2 separate regions of the Gossypium hirsutum genome follow, and region 2 is linked to region 1. The links are chromatin contacts, called in public Hi-C maps. All regions are on one chromosome and are shown on one strand. The core of a region is the stretch at or near the end of the contact, and the rest is flanking DNA. Distances in the headings are between cores, read along the strand shown.

The links. Hi-C and Micro-C count contacts between places; a contact is called where the count stands out from the background.
Region 2: a Hi-C map of leaf shows a contact between it and region 1, with 1.8 times the contacts expected there. The contact joins the enhancer-like site here to the promoter of LOC107936910 in region 1. A contact is called at or near these places in 19 of 34 Hi-C or Micro-C datasets (anther, callus, fibers and 4 more).

The regions. Positions count from the first base shown.
Region 1 is chrD13:56,922,772-56,927,348 of Gossypium_hirsutum_v2.1, forward strand. It overlaps LOC107936910 (probable UDP-N-acetylglucosamine--peptide N-acetylglucosaminyltransferase SEC), which reads right to left and starts at 2,211. Exons shown (of 27, transcript XM_016869701.2): 1 at 1,715-2,211; 2 at 1,126-1,271; 3 at 943-1,041; 4 at 779-829; 5 at 553-669; 6 at 292-348. The coding sequence starts at 1,904.
Region 2 is chrD13:56,992,041-56,996,038 of Gossypium_hirsutum_v2.1, forward strand. No RefSeq gene overlaps it. Among protein-coding and RNA genes, the nearest start is that of LOC121225156, 5.7 kb to the right of the region's middle. Within about 2 kb of position 2,266, at least 3 of the 9 cell types and tissues checked have an H3K27ac peak or open chromatin away from gene starts, as enhancers often do. A contact at or near this core is called in hypocotyl and leaf, where this site is marked.

The sequences.
Region 1 (4,577 bases), core at 961-3,460:
TTTCCCCTCACTTTCTGATTGGGCAGGATGATAAGAGTCAAGGCCAGGTTAATTCAGCAATGAGAATACACACTCAAAGCAAGCAAAAGATTAGACCACTTCCACCAAACGATGGAACGGAATGAGGTCCAACCAAATCCTAGTTGAAGACTTCAACATGGTAATGCCAAAGGCGTGAATTATATCAGTTAACAATTTAACATAATTCAACCCAAGGATTTCACATCCCTGGCAGCCAGTTATGAGGCTAGGCTACCAAACAGTATAAACATTTCATTTGTGGACACTTACTTCTTGCAACAGCCCCTGTGCCTTCATTAGATTTCCAAGATTACTATGAGCATCAACCTGCAAGGCAATTAAAACAATGTAGGTCAGATGTCTTGCACATAGGTCAGAAACTCTTATTGAAATCTTAAATTCGGAGTCACAGTTGCTAAGCAAACAAAGAAACAAAAAACAATAGAAATTGTAATGTTGAACATCGTACTGAATTATAAGTTTAGAACATTTAACTGGATTATAATAAGACATAACCAGATTAAAATATACCAGAAGAGGATTTAGTTGCAGTGCTTGACGGCAACATTGTGCAGCCTCATTAAATCTTCCTTTTCGCATGTAAGCACTTGCTAGATTCGACCATGCATCAGCAAAGTTAGGTCGAAGCTGCAGCAATGCAAATTCAAGCAAAGATTAACAATCTAACAACAGATTTGGCAAGCAAAACAGAAAGACAAAAAGCTAACAAAACAAGGTTTTATAACCATATACAAACCTCAATTGCAATCATATAGTACCGGATGGCAACATCAATATCGCCTTTTTCCTACATGTTAGGGAAAAAATACACCTCCATCAGTTCTTCAACAACTTTCTCTTCTTTTCTTTTTTTTTTATTTTATTCAACTTCAAAAAATTGACATAAAGATTAACATGTACCTTCCAAGCATTTGCCATGTTTCCATAGCACTCTGCAAAACGAGGCTCGATTTGAAGGGCTTCTTCATTTTTGGCGATGCACATATCATAATTATGTAACTGCAAACATATTCAAAGGCATTAATATAAAATTACAAAACAATTTCCTTGTTAAAGGAAGACAAAAAAAAGGAAATATTTTACCTGATAATAAATAGCACCCAAAAGAAGCAGATTATCAGTACGAAGTGGGTTTTGATTGTAAACAGCACTGCTATGATCCAATGCTTGTTTGTAGTTTCCAGATTTGTACATCTGATGAGCTAGAGCCAAGTGCATATCTTCATCAACTGCATCAAAAGCAAATCATTGGTGACATCAGCGATTAAAATAAGATGTTACACAGATAAAATATTCTATGGATTTAGAATTTTACAGTAAAGCATATATAATAAATTCTTCAGACAGGCATAAAGTAATTAAATTATTCCAATTTTGAAAGCTAAAAACGAATAATAGTGATACACAAAAAAAACCCTAAAAGTCTAAAATTTATGTATCAACACGATTTTTCCAAAACAAAAAGACAGATCTAACTCAAAATTATAGCTTTAAAGAAATCAAATAAGAAATATTATAATCAAACTTCATGTTTTAAAAAATAAAAAGGAACTGCTATAATCTAATATTTTGCGCGTTTATTGTAATTTTTATGAAAGATAAATATTTAAGCTCCAAAATTAAGAAACAACAATAATTTAAACTATTGATATAAAAAAATGAAGATGTGAACCTTCATGTGAATCATGTCCATTATGAGGCACAATACTGAACGAAGAAGCCGGCTCCTGCTTCACCGCATAAACGGCGGATTTTCCAGCAGCTACCGCCTCAGCATCGGAGGTTTCATCAGCTCGATCGAAAATTCCAACGCCGTACGGAGCGGCCCTAGAGATCCCAACTCCGTTTTGCAACGACAACATTTTCGATCTCCCTCAATAAAGAAGAATCATCAAAAAGATGGGGGAAAAAGGTTTTGAAATCTATCAGATCAAAGGCCTAGAAATGAAACGCGACGGAGAAGAAGTGCACTCGATCAAACGCCACCGTTCAGTAATCGAGCTTTCTTCTTCTTTTCTCTGTTTCCTTTTTTTTTTTCTCAGCCAATTTCCGCTATTTTCTTAAGACCTGTCGTCGGATACTTTATATACTAAATAGAAGATAAATGTGAGTCGTTGATCTGAACGTGTACGGAGGAGATGAAGCCGTTTGGTGAGTACGGTGAAAACAAAAAAGAAGATTCTGTTCATTACTGACACGTATCTAGTTTGAATGTTTGATGACCTGTTTGGGTGATTAAACTGGTAAAGTTTTACGTTATTTGACCAATAAAAGAGAACATAAACTTTTACCCCTAACAATAAATATTAATTCTTGAAAATTCTTAACCCCAAAAAGTACGTTGAATCGCAAATAATATGAAAACAGAGGAAAATCATGGCAATTAGAAAGAAATATTATTTGCCCAATTTCTTGTTTCCTTTCTAAGTTGTTAGATTGTGGTTTCTATCTTGAACAATTTTGATGAACTTGAAGATTTTTTAGACAACCTGAAAAAGTTAGGACAAGACTACGCCCTGCCTTTGATTTGTCGAGGATAATGTTGATCCACTTACAATCTTTAATAGCAAGCTTGTAAGAAAAGATATTGTTGAGGATAATCCAAGTTTTGAAGTTACTACATCACATTTTGATTAGTTTCAGTATTCGATCAAATTGAGCGAAAATTTTTTAAGTTGACGAGTCTCATTTTATCATTTTAATTTAATTTAAAATTTTTTAGAATCGACTCTAGTGAAATGGAATTCGAGTAAAGTCGAACCGAGCGAAATATTCAAGTTAAATTAAAAAATTAAACATGTTAAATTCAAATCTTGTTACAGTATAACTAATTTCATATTAAAGTACATAAATCTGAAATCATATATATTTGAAAATTTTTTCAAAGTAAAATAATAAAAAAATACTTTAGTATGATAAACTTGAATCATTAATTAACTTATTTAGGTTTCCAAAATTATTATTCTAGAATTTTTTCTAACTTTCTTTATATATATTTTTTGAAATTTTTATAATTTTTTAAAAATATAAATTTTGGAATTTTTATAAATATTTTGAATTTTGAAAATTATTTTGATTTTTTTTTGTAATTTTTGTTAAGAGAGACCGATTTGCTCATTTTCAAACTTGACAAAGGTATTTACACAAATATGTTATTTGAATTATTCGAGTTATTCAAATTGTAAAATTCAACTCGATTTGAACTAGAAACTTGAATTACTTATTCAAGTTGATTCGAATAACTCAAATAACTCGATTTGATTAACTCAAAATTTGAATTTTTTTTATTTTTTTGAATTGAATCGAGTTTTGCTCACTCCTACTTTTGACAGAGACAAAAGACATGTCATTGTCATTCTAGATAATAATCGTGCCTCCTATGAAATTATTGTTTGGGCTTTTACATATGTGGAGGCATAGAGTCCACTTGGTGACATTATTTCTTGTTTCCTAAGTTCTCATTGGAGGGGACATCATGTTTCTTCTAAGAGATGTGTCCTCAAAGGAAGAGAGTCAAAAACTTGATACGTCCGAAACTAACTAAAAAATTGACTAAGGCAAATGCACCTATCAATTAATAGTATAACTACGGTGAGTATAGATATCGTTCCCACGAAGACTAAAAGTATTAGTAATTACCATCTTTCTATTATTTAGCCGAATAAATCGAGTGATTGATTAAAAACTAAAATTAACTAAATTAATTAACTAGTGAACACAGCAAAGAATAAATCAGGAAATAAATGATTAACAACCAAGAAGCAAATAATATATAGGAAAGAATTCACCTAGATTTCATCTGTTACTATCAATCTAAATTACGCAATTTCTTTACTTAGTAACTTGATCCGCAGAAATCTCTAATTTATGCTAATATCTCTTTCGAGAGTAAGAGCAACTGACTCTAGGTTGATTAAATGAAATTTCTTTCTAATTAAAACCATTATTATCACATTAACTGGTGCTATGGATTCCTCTATTAGATTTGGCTCTGATCCGATAGATTTATTTTATTCTATTTCTAGGATTGCATGCAACTCCACTTAATTACGCAATATCTACTCTTAAACAGGGTCTACTCCTCCTCTAATTTAAACACATCAAACATGGATCAATAATCTAGAAATATCAAACCAAGAATTAAGCACACATAATTGAGAATAAGAAACTAAGTATTTATTGTGTAAAATAAAAATCAAAAGACATAATTCATCATAGAGTTCATCTCCCTACATATTTAGAAAATTAGTTCATACTTGCAAAGAAAAACACCAAAATACAGTATAACCACAAGAAACAAAGAAACTCATGATGACTTCCTAAGAAATTAAATGTGAATCTTTAATCTTGACGGAAATATGCTTCAAAATCGGATTCAATGGTGTTTTTCGAGTTGTTTTCTTGAATATTCTATGACGACTCACCCCCATCTTCTTATTTTTGTCATATATACGTCTTAGAATGCCCGAAAAAACTAAAAATCGTGATTTTTTGCTGTTTAGAGTGCAAATCCACACAATCGACACGGCCTATCA
Region 2 (3,998 bases), core at 1,016-3,515, 69 kb after region 1:
TTATCATGCATCTAACCCCCACTCCCATTTTGCATTCATTCTTCTTCTCTTTTCTCTAAATTGGGAAAAAAAAACCTAATTATGAATCTGCTTTTCTCAAAGTAGTTTTTAAAAACTCAAAGCATTTTCAGTTTCATCTTAAAAAAACATGGCTGTCACTTCTTCTTCAATTTATTGACTTCTCGGCTTTGCAACTCCAAGAAGAAGCCATGCTCTGATCGTTCTGCCAACACTCTCGAACTGGGCCATTTTGTACCTACCACCAACACTGTCGCTGCATCTTTGGGTTTTTAATTTTGGTGCTACTATATATATATATATTGAGAATTTGGTTAGATTTGTTGAGAATTAAAATAACAATTTTTTTGGGGTGTAATTTATATGGAGGATGGTATGATTTTTACTTATAAATCTTAATGCACAGAGAAGCTTGTTAAGTTCTCTATAGTGGAATTGTGGGATTTGTTGCATTGGTCTTTAGCTTTAGAGGAATGGTAAAGAAAATGGTTTTAATAGTCACCAAGTAATCCAAAGTTGTCAAATTCATGCTAGAGCTAGGCTTATCCACGTATGAGAACTAAATTGAAAGAAATTGTAAATGTCAATGATTAAATTTGTTAAATTATTTAAATTTAGAGTTGATTTAATAAAATATACAAGTGTTGATAACTGAAGTAAACCATTTTCACTAACAATTTAACGGGATGACCAAAACAAAAATAAATAATAATATTAGTGATGAAATTGAATTTTTTTATAATTTAGTGACCAAAATAATAAAATAGGTGGGGGCAACCATTTTACTCTTACAACTACAAGACTTTCAATGATTTGTTGGGTTTGAAAATTATAGGACCTAACGAACAACATTAACTTAATAAATTCTGCCTAAACCAAAAATAAATAAATTGATAATAAATAAAATATATTATAAAATTATTTATATAAAACATCAATTAGTTTTCGACTTTTAATATGATGCAATGACGTATAGTAACTATAATCAAACCAATAATTCGTGATATTATATATGATTAACGAGTATGATTTAATATCTGTAAACATTTTTCTTATATTATATATTTTTTAAACTATTGAAAAAATGAAAATGATACATCAAATTATAGCAATATCAATACACATCGATACCAATAGCAAAACAGGACGTTTGTTGATATGGTATTAATTACCTTAATTAAAATGTGCTAAAATCTTGATATCAATATATACCCACACCACACACGCACTCACTATATCCAATTGGAGCTTCCCAAATAAAGGATTTATCATTTCTTCCCCGATGATTAGAAATCGGGTGAGTTTTATAATTAAACCAAATCAATTAAGGGTTTATTTATTTAAACAAAATAAAGTAAATTATATTCAATTCTCTTAATATTTTAATTACCCCAATTTGGGGAAAAAAATATTATAAACAATCATTTTCTTAACTTTCCACTGTTTAACCAAATAAAGATAGTGAAAAATCTTTCACATTCATTTCTTTTATTAATTTTAACTATTCAAACAGAATGCCAACAACCTAATGCCAAGAGTATTATGCTGTTAGATTAAATCTTAAACAATTCCATTCCCCATCCCCAATTATATATTTTAAAAAAAAACTATTCAAACAAAATAAACATATATCACTTCTTCTTTTTAACCTTCTCTTATTTTCCTTTACCATTATTTACCCAAAAACAGTCTAAATATATATAAGCAGCTACTTATCAGTTATCACTTAATATTAAAAAAAATATTTATTTTTGTTCTTTTAGCATTATCCTTTGAACACTTTAATTTTAAAATTTTAAAAATTATTATTTATCAAAAAATCTAATTATATTCTACACCAAACAAATTTTAGTACTTATTTAATTTATGGTATTCAATGAAACCAAGCCCTAATTAAAGTTGGGCTTTGCCAAATGGGCAAATACCCAAAATATGCAAAAGGTTCACATAACCCAATTTCCTAAGACACCGAATTAGACTCGGGCCAAAATGGGGCTCCATGCCAAGTCTTAAACAAAATAGAAGTGGAGAAAAGGAAATATATTCCTAGTGGTAAGAATAGCTGATGAACATCTCCAAGCTAGTATCATTCAAGAATAACTTATGATGTTAAACTAATTATAAGATTACCCTAAACCCTTGAATCTAGTCACATAATGGTGCTAAGGTTCATTTGATTGGTGTACTTGCTTGAACCAATCATCTTCTGTTGAACAAGCAGCCTATTAGGCCTCCCTTAACGTTTGGGTTTAGGGTACAGGTCCGATTCTATTGTGCAGAGCCCCATTCCTTTGTAAGCTGCTTGTCCACAGCAATCTAAATTCCATGTAACAAAATTTACCCCAAACATCATGTTCCTGTGACCTTTCGCTCCAAAAGGAAAGATTTTTACTTCAAATCTCATGAGCTAGTCGGGCATGTGATTTCCACCGTGGATAAACTATGGTTATTGTTATATCCCTCCATATCTAGATATGCAAAAACTTCAATTTTAAATTTTTTTTTTGTTATAGTAGAAAAATTAAAATTTTAAAATTTAGTCAGATTGTGATTTTTATAGTAATAATTTTTTCTCGAAAATTACACATGCTTTGTGTGAGACAATTCCTTGACGTTTCCGACTTTCAACCGAACATCCTTCTTCGTGATTCTCATACCACGAATCGTTTTGAATGTGAGCTTGAACAATCACGAATCAAACACAAAATTAAAAAAAAATTATTACTTTCAGTAGTAAAGTAAATCTCTCTCTCTCTATAGAAATCGATAGAATTGTTATTCCAAAAAAAATTATTTTTAGAAAATAAATTCTCACTCTTTTCGAGCAAAATAATAATATCTAAAAGTTGTATATAACTTGTGTGTGTTTTGTTTTTTAGCCCTACTAATGTCATTTATTTATAGGGAGAGACAGAAAAATGTTGGTTGAATAGTATAATACAAATAATACTTATATAATAGAAAAATTAGTATCATAGTTCAACTAGTAGAGGGGGGCGATACACCCTAGCTAAATATATACTAGGTTTGCCACGCCTCATATGTATTATGAGAGATTTTGGATCTCTCCTTATTGGGTCCAATTATATGTGATTCCTAAACTTTTAACCCAACATTTTATAAATTAATTCAACTTCATACATGTTTTTCTATTTCTCAAATAAATATTATTTATTAATTTAATTTAATTAATAATCCAATTAAATAATTTTCTCAACTCATTTCTAATTCTGTTAAAACTATGATAACTTTACCGTAAAAGAATTTATAAGAAAATATATTTAATTCTCATATTCAATGGATTCACAATAACCAATTAATTTAATTCTATTCTTGAAGTTCAATTATTTAATTAAATAATAATTCGAAAAACTTAAATTAATTCTCGGGCTATTTCCAAACTTTGTAAGAAACCACGTCCATTTTCAAATGTAACTCATTTCTCCAATGTTATCATTTCTATCTAATTTTACACATTTAATTCTATATACAATTTATTTTTTATTTTAACAAATTAACGAAAAAATCGTATAAACATAAATAATTAAAATTCAAATAATTTATGTACAAGCTCAATTTTGCCCGGGCCCATACCAGCAAAACAGATACACCAGGTCCAACTAACCCAATTACAACCCAAAATAATAACCAGCCCAATAACTTGGCCCAAACCCGAAACCCATCACAGCCCAAATACCCAAAAACACAAATCAGAAAAAATTTACCCTAACCCTAGGTGCGCCGCACCTAGGGCCTTCGTCCCTCTGCCTCTTCTGACCAGCGCCGTCTGCAGGCTGCCACCGCCACTGTCCCATCGTCCTGCTCGCGCCGCCTGCCATCTGCAAAAGAGAGAAACGAACAAGACAGAAGCAATGACAAGAAGGCTTTAAAAAGCCAAAACAAATGTAAAAAAAGGGGGGGACTTTTGTTTTTTTGAAATCGGTATACAAACAGATTGAAACCTTTGTAACGGGGGGGTT